Regions from separate parts of the Gossypium arboreum genome. Here region 2 is linked to region 1. The links are chromatin contacts, called in public Hi-C maps. All regions are on one chromosome and are shown on one strand. The core of a region is the stretch at or near the end of the contact, and the rest is flanking DNA. Distances in the headings are between cores, read along the strand shown.

Evidence for each region. A called contact is a pair of places that touch in the nucleus more often than the background predicts.
Region 2: a Hi-C map of leaf shows a contact between it and region 1, with 2.4 times the contacts expected there. The contact joins the promoter of LOC108466015 here to the promoter of LOC108453740 in region 1. A contact is called at or near these places in 2 of 5 Hi-C or Micro-C datasets (both in leaf).

What each region holds. Positions count from the first base shown.
Region 1 is chr11:23,664,888-23,671,157 of ASM2569848v2, reverse strand. LOC108453740 (conserved oligomeric Golgi complex subunit 2) reads right to left here and starts at 2,156. Exons shown (of 14, transcript XM_017752022.2): 1 at 1,714-2,156; 2 at 985-1,502; 3 at 706-906. The coding sequence starts at 1,443. LOC108450035 reads right to left here. Exons shown (of 12, transcript XM_017747462.2): 7 at 5,925-6,270; 8 at 4,998-5,512; 9 at 4,817-4,877; 10 at 4,419-4,697; 11 at 3,807-4,068; 12 at 2,908-3,511. The coding sequence ends at 3,171.
Region 2 is chr11:23,846,823-23,853,167 of ASM2569848v2, reverse strand. LOC108466015 (UTP--glucose-1-phosphate uridylyltransferase) reads left to right here and starts at 3,451. Exons shown (of 22, transcript XM_017766389.2): 1 at 3,451-3,597; 2 at 3,705-3,789; 3 at 3,891-3,938; 4 at 4,026-4,117; 5 at 4,202-4,292; 6 at 4,397-4,457; 7 at 4,560-4,637; 8 at 4,731-4,781; 9 at 4,902-4,975; 10 at 5,794-5,866; 11 at 5,973-6,030; 12 at 6,130-6,176; 13 at 6,254-6,319. The coding sequence starts at 3,737. It overlaps LOC108466005 (protein ALTERED XYLOGLUCAN 9-like), which reads left to right. Exons shown (of 1, transcript XM_017766379.2): 1 at 1-832. The coding sequence ends at 303.

The DNA of each region.
Region 1 (6,270 bases), core at 907-3,406:
CTTCCAAAGAATAAGATTTTGACCTGGGGTTGTTCATGTCACTCTAAGGTACATATCCATAATGCATATGAGACAGAGTTAAGTAAAATTGTCCTGTTGTCAGTAACCACGAAGCAAAATTATACTGATTGTCAACTATTCTCATAAGTCATGAGACTATGATATGAATACTATGTTTATAGCTGATATGAGGCACATAATAGACATAATGCTTGTAAAGCTTTTGATACATAAGTTTATAGTTGAGGAGGATCACACTGCTCTTATGCAAATGCATCCTTCTTCACCAAGGCCTGATGGTATGAGCTAAATGTTTTGCAATACTATTGGCATGATGTTAATGGTGATGTTACGAAGTTTTTGGATTTTCTAGATAAGTGATTTTGATGATATGATTGACCACACTAACATAGTACAAACAAATTCCTAAATGTAAGAATCGGGAGAGGATGTTGGACTCTAAACCAATAAGTTCGTGCAACATTCTTTAGAAGCTTATTCTAAAGTTAATGGTCAACTGTCTTAAGCACATCTTCCAGCAATAAGACAGCAAACCAGAGAATAATTACTTTGCAATGAATTGCCATTATTATCTAAATATGAAAGTAAATTCAGAAAACAAATCCAAAAGGGGATTACATAATTAGATGTGGAATTCTCGGTGGCTAAGGCATAAAATTTGTGACTGAAAAGAAAAAGAGGTACCTGTGCATGAGCAATATAAAAGTTGAGGCGATTCATCTCACTGGCAATTCTCTCCAGAAGCATGCTTTGGGTCTCTCTGAGATTTGTTGTTCCATTCTCAACATGTTGTGAGCTCAAAGCATTACTCTTTTGCATTGAATTGACATCCCCATTTGACCAATCCGAAGATACACTAGGAAGCTCCTTTATAAGCTTTTCGACCTAATAAAGGAGTCTGTTTAACCAATACTCTTGGAAATGGAAATGGAAGGGACTCAATAATAATACTACTGCTATTACCTTAGAAACAACATGAAAAGTGTCCAGCAGCAACTCCAGCACCTCTCTGGCAGCAGCAGCCTCTGCTCTTTGGCTCAGTCCATTCTTCAAAGAAGTAAGCGAACCCTCAACAGCTCCCCTAAAGCCTTGGATCTTGTCACGGAGTTCAAGAAGCGGAGCACGCATACGAAGCACCGCAGAGTCCACATCAACCAGTTTGGTGGAGAGGTTTACAAAGTCAGCGTAATCACGGTTGATGAGATCAATTAGTTCATGGTTGAGAGACGAGAGATGAGCCTGGAGCTCAGATCGGAGGGTGTCAAATGGGACAAAGGTTCGGAGCTCCGCAATGTAGGATTCTGAGTCGAAGTCAGGTGAAAGGAAGAGAGAGGGCTTGAACCACATCGGGTGAGAGTCGAGCGGGTCGGAGAAGAGATCCGTGGCGGATCTAGGGGCTGGAGATGGGATTTGATCCGGCATTTTCACCCTTTAATAGGAATCCAAGTCCAAGTCAGATTTCGATGATCTCAATTCCTCTACTGCAAGCAAACATATCGCCATAAATAATTAAGTATCAATATGCAACTGATTTGATCTTGTTTTTCATTGAAATCAAAATTATGGAGACCAGAAATCATATAGAATCATTATGCCAGTCCAAATGATAAACATGAATTACTTGGAACAGGAAGCAAAGTTCTAAGAGAATATAATTCTATAGATTAATAGCAAGAAAAAGAATAGGCTCACCTATACGATGTCGAGACCGAGAGGAATCTGCAAGGAAATAGAGGGAGGGATGCTGGAACGGCGTCGGATTAAAACAAATGAAGGCGGGGGGGTTGAAAAGAATGAAAGAGAGGGAGGCGGACACCGCCGGTAGAAGTACGGCAGAAAGAGGAGGCGTCAATAGAGGGGAGAGAGGAGGGACAGGTTCAGCAAGAAGAAGAAGAAGAAAATTGAGAGGCAGATCTAGACACCCAACGACGTAGTTTTATCAGAGAACTGAAATAAATGATCATTTCAGTGTAGTGTCAGTCGAGATCTAGCTCAACCTGGACTCGAAATTCTGACTGTTCTAACGATTCGGTTCATATCTATTTTGGAATTTCATTTTCCATATTTTACAGTATTTTGGTTTTGGAAAAGATAATCAAACCAAATTTTTTTTATCAGCTTTGATTTCCTAGCTTTTATTAAATTAGTTTGGTTCTTTAAATAAATTATTAAAAGTTATAAAATAAAATAAAAATTATAAAATTATTGACTAAGTTAATTCGAATATTATTGATATTATTATCTGTATAGAAATAAGTAAGTTTGTTCAATTCACCAACCTAATTGATTTTTTTTATTACATTTCAGAATAGATTGTAATTCAATCAATTCAATTGATAAACCAGTCGATACTCGATCCAATTGATGCGATTGATCGATTCAATCGGATTCTATCAATTCCTTTTGTGCTATTTTCATTAATTTGAAATAAAATATTTATTTTTATACCATAAATATTTATCAATTAAATAAAATTAAAATTTGTTTTTATTATTTTGAATTAAAAATTAAACCAAATAAAATACATTAGGATATGGAATCAAAATTGAATTAAATTTGGTAAGTCTCAAACTCACAAGGTGAGTATGAGATTTTGATATCTGAAATTTTAAACTCAGATTCATATTTAATAATAATGTATATCAATATACACAATATATATGAGGTTTTGATATTTGAAAATTTTAAAATTTCACTAGATGTATTTATTGTGGGCTGATTAATTATGAACAAATGATATCAAAATCTAAGTAGTAGATTTCTTTCTATTCTAATGGTTATAAGATTTCTAAAATTTAATCATGATTTTTAAAAAATTTAATTTTAATAGGTTGGTATTGTTATTTTTTTAATAAAAAATTTATAACTTTTTAAATGCATGAAAGATTCAAGAGAATAGGCTTTGACTAGCAAACGTTTCCCAAATTGTGTTACAACAATATCAAAACAAAGCTTAACCCAAAATGCTTACAACAACATCATATATGTAACGACTTACGGGTTACGGACATCATACACATGGATACAACAAATATAATATAAGTACTGCATTCTACGTATCTAGCTTAACTCAACCTAAACCTTGAAACATATGCACCACAGTATATATATGACGATGATTCAGGTAATGCAAACTAAGCGGCGTGACTTTATTCGGTGAGCTCATCTGATTCATCAGAATCCTCAGCTGTTACTTCTGAATCTTCATCGTCGTCTTCATGAAAACCTTCTTCTATCCTTACAGCTTTACTTCTTGTTATCTTGGTCATTGCTGCAGTCTTGCTTGCCCTTTGTGAGCGAGGACCTATAGTGCCACCATTGCTAGGAACCACAGACTTAACACAGGGAGGTGAATTTTCTTCATCAGAACTAACTTCTTCACGTCTCACTCGTCTCCTTGAACGATTAGGTCTAGCTGAGCATGGCGCTGGGGTTTGTGGAACTGCAGTGGAACCATCAACATCCAAGTTGAATTCCAGCTCCAACTTTCCTGCAAAAAAATATTGGGAAACAACATAGTTAGGTGTTAATGACCAAAAACACTCTCCAAGCCCAACAAATACTAATAACCAAAAGGAAAACGAATATAACAGACCAAAATTGGTATTAGATTTTACATTTTTGTAGGTTGTTTCCAGAAAAGCATTCTTCATACATGAAAGTATGCCTTCTATATGATCAGACAGATTTTATATAATATTTACAATGAAAATTTCTATTTGACATGAAAAGCACAACATCAAAAAAAAAAATAATGATCTTTCCTGTGAGTGTAAGATACTTACCGAAAATATACTTAACTTCATCTTCCGACAAATCCTGATCTGGATTTCTATCTAGTCCTTCAAGACGTTCAGCCATCAGCTTCAACTCCTTTAGAATATCTTTCTCGCTTAAAACAGATTCACACACACGACTTAAAAGTCTCCTCATTATCTTTACTGGTCCTTGTTCTGATAAACGGAAATGGAGAGAGGCAAGTATTCTGCAAAGAGCGGCAACATATGACCTCTCTGCAGGTGTCTTCTTCGCGGGAAACCTCAACACCTTGGGAAAATAGAAGAATAACAAAACAGTAGGTAACAAATTATTTTGTTCATAGATTACTATTCTTCTCAAATGTTATGCCAACCATTACGGCCAACATCTTACACAAAGCAATTCATTGCTTTCAATGCAGCAATAAAACACTTCCCTTTTTTTTGCATCCACGGAGAAACATAAATTATCAGATGGGATTTGCTATTAAGTGAATTTCTAATCTATCTGTTTGTGGAAAGCTGGGTGGTGTAGGTATTACTCGATTTTGAAATTAGGATCTGATTATTGATATTATGACATTTAAGATTTGAATTGGGAAAACTGAAGAATTGAGTTGGAAGCAATAGAGATATTACCTCCGTGGCTATGCGTATTGCAAGTCCCTCTTCTCCGCATTCTACTGAAGGCTGTGAAGGGCCATCTATGATTTCTGGTGATCCATTACAACCATTATCATCCTCTGCTTCAGTCCCCTTTGCATATAGGGGAGTTTGCATCATCTGTAGCATGAATCTTGAAGCTTGTATGGCACGCTTACGCATGTTGGAGACCATATAAGAAGAACCACCAGGATTGTCATCTATTCCAGGCCACATAGAACGCATGACAGGAATGAAAGCCTTAGACAGACACTTCTGTTATTGCAAAATCAAATTTATTTGTCATCAGCAAACAAGTCTAGAACTCTGGACATATTACTTCCGTGTCTGTATTGACAAGAGATGCATATCATCCAGAAATTAATGCTAAATACCTTGTGATTTTCTGAGAGAGAAGCATAATGCTCGAAAAAAACAGATAAACACTGTTTCAATCTAGTAAAAAAAAAAAAGGACAGAAAAATAATGTTGTAATGGCTGTCGTATTAAGTAGAAAAGAAGAATTGTTTTAAGTAAAAGATAGACAAGAGTAGAGACTGAATCAGATCCGCCCACCTCTGGAGGTCCTTTGATTCATTACTGAAATACAAGCCAATCAGCTTGGATAAGAGCAAAGGATGAGATGAAGCAGGAATACTTGGATACTTCTCACTGAGAAGAAGAAACTTGGCAAACCCCTCTCCAAGAACAGCTTGGACAGATTCATTTTCATCATTTTCCAGAGCTCTGGCCCTATTATTTTTTGTGAATCCAGCATATAAGAGATCGACCAATTGAATATTCGAAGCTCCGTCTGTCTCAGAAAAGTTTACAGGATCAGATGGCATAGCATCTACTTCAAGCTGTGATAAAAGGTTCAGTCCCAAGGCCCTATCAACTTCCTGAGGACCATGCCACATCCCAATATCAAATAATGCCTTACAAGCAACTGTGCTAATTGGAGAAGGGCCCTTAACATAGGATATCCTCAACTGCTTTATTAGTTCTTCACTAGGTTTATTCTCTAACAACCCAAAGAGCCCTAGGCATCGGACAGATACCCTCTGCACATCCAAGTGAACATGTTTTGCCTGCATTTGGTATTCCATATCAATCATAAAATCCTTCCAAAAAGGTTTTAGATTATTTTTTAAGTAGGCATTTTAGGACATCTAAAATTTGTACAGACCCATGAAAATAGAATGCATATTATGTAAAATTCTATCAAGTTAAATGCCTAAAGAGAAGTTACTTATCATTTGTGACAAATTCTACTCAAATTTTACGTCTCTTTGAATAGATACTTCATATTTCAGTAAGTACACATGGCAATATGAATAGACTAGTAACCAAACTCTTCATTTTGTCTTCCAAATAATTAGAATGTGGAAATAGAAAGCCATACTCTTGAAAAGTTGAGGATATTAGATTTAGGCTTAAGGATTTGATTATGAATACCAAAGTGCAATGCAAATAGACTGAAAGATGCAACCAGGTCCGTACCCCAGGAAGCAGCAATGATTGAAGCAGTTCAGTAGGTTCAACAGCCCAATGGAACGATTTTGCATTTTCCAAGAGAAGACCAGTAACAGCAAGGCAGTGCATCCAGTTTATAAAGTCAGCAGTTCTCTCCCTGCAAGGACGTGCAAGCTCTTGCACAACCCCAAGAATAACTTCTTCAAATTCACCAGCAGCAGAGTGAACCTTCTTTGCCAACCTTGCCACTGCAATAGCCCAATCTCGGTCACCACCAAGATTTATGCCATCTCCAATAGCAACTTTGTTGCCTTCATCATCCACTTCATGTTCAAGAGGCCTGTGCAATAAGTCCTGCACAAAGGAGCTAGCA
Region 2 (6,345 bases), core at 2,202-4,701, 180 kb before region 1:
AAGTCACCACCCCATTTGTTTTGGCTCGGGTTTCCGATGCTCATCAATGGGATGTTGAATGCACACGAGAAAAGGGTACATATGATTGATGCAATGTGGCATGCCTATGATAGAGCCCTCAGCGAGAGTAGGCTATTGCGCCAAACTGGTGGTCCTATGATCTTGTTAGACATCCAGTCTTTGACTTGGAATTGTGGGGCGCATTGTACCTATGATGGCATGCATTATGACACAGCTATCTATGAAGCTGCTGTTCAAATCATGCTTAATTCATTGCTTATTAAATCTCGTCACAGGCATTGAAGCCGCTAGCAGTTTTTGTTTTCCTAAATTGTATCGACCCGCTGACCGATCAAGTATTCTCATTCCTCATTTTCCCGCGCTGCGTTGCACAGCATCATGCTTACAATTTGGTACCGTCTTTTTGAAACGCTCATAGGTCTTTCAAGTCTTTTTCATCCCAACATGCACCTCTTAAGTTTGAACTGAAGACCTCATTGCAACCATTGTATTATAACACTGGATTGTGTGTACAATGTTGAGCGACATAGCCTGGAAAAAATGAGAGTACCTGGTAGTTCGATGGGTTGTGATAAACTAGTTAGCTTTCCACCAAAAAACTAATGGGCTTACAGCAAGCTTCACAAGCATTTGTCCCTTGAGACAGCTAGTGAGGGTCATTTCTACTTGCCAATCTAGAATCTTTGATTCTTGCCAAGGTTTCCCAAGGCTCTAGATTAAACACACTAGTAAACTTTCTGTGTATATTGGAGGTTTTTTTTAATTACTGTTTTATTTTTTTGATATTTCACATGTTTGTATAGTATAGTTATGATTCACACTCAATTTTGTTATGACCTAACTTGACAATTGTATAATATTTGGATACATCTTTTTTATTTTTTGCAATATATAATAGCAGCAGTGGGCTTTGTGATATCCTCCGGTTGTTTTAATGGCATAGCTTTTCTGAATTGGCACTTTTTTAGTTTGTATGGCATTTTCAAAAGGAATGTTGACAGATGGGGTCTTTTCTTGTTAATGTGTGTGTCTCATACATACATACATACATAAAAGGCCGCAACAAATCAAAAAGGGTAAAAAGGTTTTGCGGAGAAGGAGCCGTCCAGTCATTTAGACAAAACCAAATATAATATTCCTAGAGACTTACAGTATTATTTGCTTCCCGACCGGTAAAAGAGAATGATGCATGCAAGAAATAATAAAGAGAGGAACGAATACCCTGTTCGTTCGTCAATATATTCTGACATTCAGTCAAATAGATAAAATAAGTTGAGCACACGGCAAGGTAGTCATTGCCTCTGTTACTTCGGCTGTTCGGCATAGTTGGCAGAGACAAGGTCTGGCATCCGGTCAAGCAAGTTTTATTGTTTATGGTTTCTTCTCATACTATATGTTTTAGTTCTGCAGACATGTATTGCAATGAAAGATTAAATTTGTACGCTTACCAGTCATATATGAACTAATGGACGTTGATTAGGGACTTTCCATCTTGTGTAATGAATGCTTGCATGCGTTAAGGAATAGTAACCCCCTTTCTATTAAATATCCGAAAGTTAAAAGAGAAAAAAAGGGGGTCATATTTGCGTTGTTTCTACATCAGTACCTGCACATATTGATGCGTGGTTCTTTTCTGGAGTTGGTCTTGTTTAAACCAAAAGGACGAAAATTATTTATTTTTAGATGATAAATCGACGAAGCCTAAAAGGCTCAATTTGGGAGTTATATCTGTTGATGTCTTCAAGGAAGTGATAGCTAATTGTAGAGATCCTAGGCATCATCCTCCAAAGGAGAAAAAAAGGGTCCGAGAATCGCAAAAAGACAAAAGGGGGGGAGGGACAACGAGGCGAAATAAAAATATATTTTATTAGCCTGCCTTATTTTATTTGATTATTCGTTAATAAGAAATCTTTCTATTCGAATTTAATTAACTGAAATTGCAATAAAAAATATAATCTCGTCAAATTAGTATATCTACTATTAAATGGATAAATTTAATATTTTATTGTTAAAAAATCAAATAAAATTAAACTTGAATAGAGTTAATTTTACTATTCAATTGTATTAAATTAATATTTTACTATTTAAAATTATTATTTATTGTTTAATTATGCTAATATTTTTAAAATTTTTATAGTTTAGTAAATAAAACATTTTATTTAGAATTCAACTGTAATTAAAAAAAATTTAAAACATTTTTATATAGTAAATATTGTGAATTAATTTTATTTTTAAATAATATAAAGATTAAATTAATTTATTTAATGATAGAAAAATTAATTTGGACCTTGTAAATACTTCAATCAAGGTTCATCCATAGCGATTTGGGCAAGCCGCAGGCGATGGGAATCACATGTTGAAGTTTGATTTTAATTGGGTAAGGCACTCCCTTTCACTCAAACGCACGGGAGGTTGATACCCACGTCGATGTGTTAAGTACGTCGACTTCGAGTACGTAAGACAAGGGATTCCTGGTCTGGCTCAAGGCCTGACCCTGTTGGCCTTTGATCGAAGCCAGGAATTGGGCACGGGCTGATAGGGACTGGCTAGATGGCTGCAATCCATTTACATCAATAAATCCAAAATATTCCCTGGTTTGGAAAAAAAAATTAAGGAATGGAATCATTTTGGAGTTTTTTTCAAAAATAATTTATTATTAAACATAACATATTCATATTTTAAACTTCTAGATCTAGTCTTAAATATAAAATTAATAATAAAAATATTTATGTAGTGATATCATGATTCATAAGCCTTTTTGCCTACATGAAATATAATCAGGGAATATGCCAAACCAAGGGATGAAAAGGTAAAGAAAGATGCCGCGAGTGAGGTGTCTCGTTTTGGTAGAGATGAGCGCCACCCCTTAGTCCACCCCCTCTCATCTCTTACTTTGCTGTGGGCTTCGTATTCGTCCATAGTTCTCCTTTTCTAGAAGCCCAAGCAGAAGTAACTCTAATTTCTCTTTTCTCTTTCAAACTATTCATTCTTCTTTTACAAACCAAGTTTAAGACTTTTTATTACACCTCTCCATTTTCCTTCTTTCCTTTATGGACTTTGAATTTAACTTTCGCTTTGCAATTTTGAAAACAATATTTAAAGGGTTAAATTGAATCATGTTATAAAATAATTTAAAAAAACTGCTTCATTTCATTGCCATTTAATTAAAATTCCAGTCATTTTGTTCATTATTTATAGAGTATTTTATACATTTAAATTATTTAAATAAGTACTAATTAAATAAAAATTAATATCATGCTTAAAATTAAATTATTTTAATATTTCCAATTTGTGATTAATTAATTAAAATAATAATAAACAAGCATAAAATGTCAATTTAATATTTTTATTCAATTAAAAATTAAATTTATAGAGAGACAGAAATGTCATGTCAGGCTATTAATTCCATTGCACTCCATTTTGTATTTTTTTTATTAATTTATATAAAAGTAAAGGGAAAAAAAATGGTTTAGATATAAATTTGTATATATGCGTTATATTTTCATTTCACTTGACGAGCTTAGATAATTTGTTTTGAAGGTGACAAACAACAGCACACCACACAGCAGCGCATTTGTAAGATTCTTTCTCTGTTGTGAATTCAGATTCCTTTCTCCTTTGCTTCGATTTGGTTTTCTTGGATTTTGTGATTCATCGATCCTAATACTATTATTCTATCAAAGTCTTGTTCTTGTTCTTCTTCTAGTTGTTTCCAATGGAAAAGCTGGAACACCTCAAATCTGCCGTCGCTGCTCTTTCTGAAATCAGGTTTGCTTCTTTTCTTTCGTTATTCACTAAGTATTGTGGCGATTACTGAATTAACAGAGAGTAATAGTAAACAAATCTGTGGTTTCTGATTTGTGTCTCAGTGAAAATGAGAAAAACGGATTCATCAACCTTGTCTCCCGCTATCTCAGGTATTATTATTTCAAATCAGTTCTCTTCTATTTGTTTTCCGTTAGATTCAGATCCTGATGCTGAAAGTTAATTTCATTTGATTGAAGTGGAGAAGCTCAGCACATAGAGTGGAGTAAGATCCAGACTCCAACTGATGAAGTGGTTGTTCCTTATGACACCTTGTCTCCCTCTCCTGATGGTAATGATCTTAACCTTATACTTTATCCGGTCAAAATCAAGTATCTTTTGGATTCGATTGATCTCTCCCTATATCTAATTGCAGATCCTGCTGAAACCAAGAAGCTCTTGGACAAACTTGTTGTCTTAAAGCTTAATGGAGGTCTTGGAACCACTATGGGATGTACTGGTCCCAAGTATGCTTCTTAATCCTTCACTTTTACTCTATTATATAGTTTTTCATTCTGCACAAATTCATCTAACTGATTTTTCCTCTCCTTTTTTCCAAAAAAAAACACAGATCCGTCATTGAAGTTCGCAATGGCTTGACTTTTCTTGACCTAATTGTTATTCAGATCGAGGTCATAAGCTGTTGATTTCCTTTCCTCTCCTTTCTTTTTTTTCCTTTTTGTTTTTGTATGATCAGATCAAGCTAACATTTTTTTTATCGGTATTTTGCTCAGAATCTTAATTCTAAATACGGATGTAATGTTCCGTTGGTTCTGATGAACTCATTCAACACCCATGATGACACATTGAAGGTTCCCGCTTTTATGTTACATGTCTGATTACTGATTTATTTTTACCTTTGTTAAACATGGAATTTAACTTCATATAACTCTTCTTCATTGCAGATTGTCGACAAGTACTCAAATTCAAACATTGAGATTCATACTTTCAATCAGGTTGGTGATTTCAATTTTCAGCTTCTTCTGCAGTTTCAATCGAGACTTTAAGACTTGAGAGATATATCCTTTACTTGTATTATCTTTTCTCTGATTTCTCCCCGTACTGGATTTGCATAGAGCCAATATCCTCGTCTGGTTGTTGAAGATTTTGCTCCATTACCAAGCAAAGGCCAGCATGGCAAGGATGGATGGTAAAACTTCTTCCTTATTTACTTCTTTTCACTTTAGTAGTCAATTAGTCATTCTGTTGCAATGAAAGTGCCAGCTTGGCACGGGTAAACTGTAACTTGTAGCTAAAGATGAATCGGAAGTTAAATGACCTGAAGTTCTTTACTTTTATCTGTCGGTTTAATTTTATATGTCTTCAGTATCAGCTTTGAATCACCATAGAAAGTTGTCATTACTTTTGAACTTTGTAGCTTAACTGAAAATTGTAATTCTTTGAAGCTTTGAAGTGGTTCCCCAAGGGATGGATGTATCATAAAGGTTTGTTTAGTTTTAATTCAAGAAAGTACGAGAATACATGTGGCCATAATATTTAGAGTTTCAGAGATTTTAAGGCATTCTAATCTGAGCCATAAGACTTTCTAAAAATGAGCTATAAGATTATAAGAATTTTATGCCAATGATGTACGTTACTCTTATAGTATAAGTTATTCAGAGGACAGTTGAAGAGGTTCAGTAATTTTTATATGAAGTTTAAGATTTTTGTTCAATGATGAATTGTTTCCTTCTATGTTAACATTTTCACTTGATTCTTTATGGATGTAGTGGTTGTTGAAGTCATAGGACTGGTTCATCTAATATTATACCTATAGCTTCTATAATGTTCTATCTGCATTCACTTGGATAGTTTCCTTTTACAACATCTGTATGTTCCTACTGTTTTAGTTATCTACATTTCATGCAGTGGTTGTGTTTGAGAAGCATTCATGGAGATTTTGATGATATTTTTGAATTGCTTATTTGGTGGTAATACTTTTACCGAAACACACTTTTCTGGCTGAAGGTATCCTCCTGGTCATGGTGATGTGTTCCCATCTCTAATGAACAGTGGCAAGCTTGATGCTTTCTTATCACAGGTTGTAGCTGCGATTTGGTGTGGTTTTTTTAATATATAAAAAAAACTTTTGATTTATAAAGGTTCCTTGTTTTGGTAATTTATTTGTGCTTCGTCGTTCATTACAGGGCAAGGAGTATGTCTTCGTTGCAAACTCAGACAATCTGGGTGCTATTGTTGACTTGAGTATCCTCATTCTGGTTTTCAGTGAACTCTGCTTTCTAGTTGTTAGTTACACATACAAGTTTTTTTCTGCCAGTTTTAGTCCTTGACGGGTTGCTCTAGAAATCTTAAACCATTTGGTCCAAAACAAGAATGAATATTGTATGGAGGTACAAAGCGAACTGTAAGCTATGTTATATGGATTTCCTAGCTCTGTGGTTTTGCTATATTACTTCTATTTATGTAGGTTACACCCAAAACCCTAGCTGATGTCAAGGGTGGTACTCTTATTTCTTATGAAGGAAAAGTTCAGGTATGAAATGATCTCTTGTTTGATTT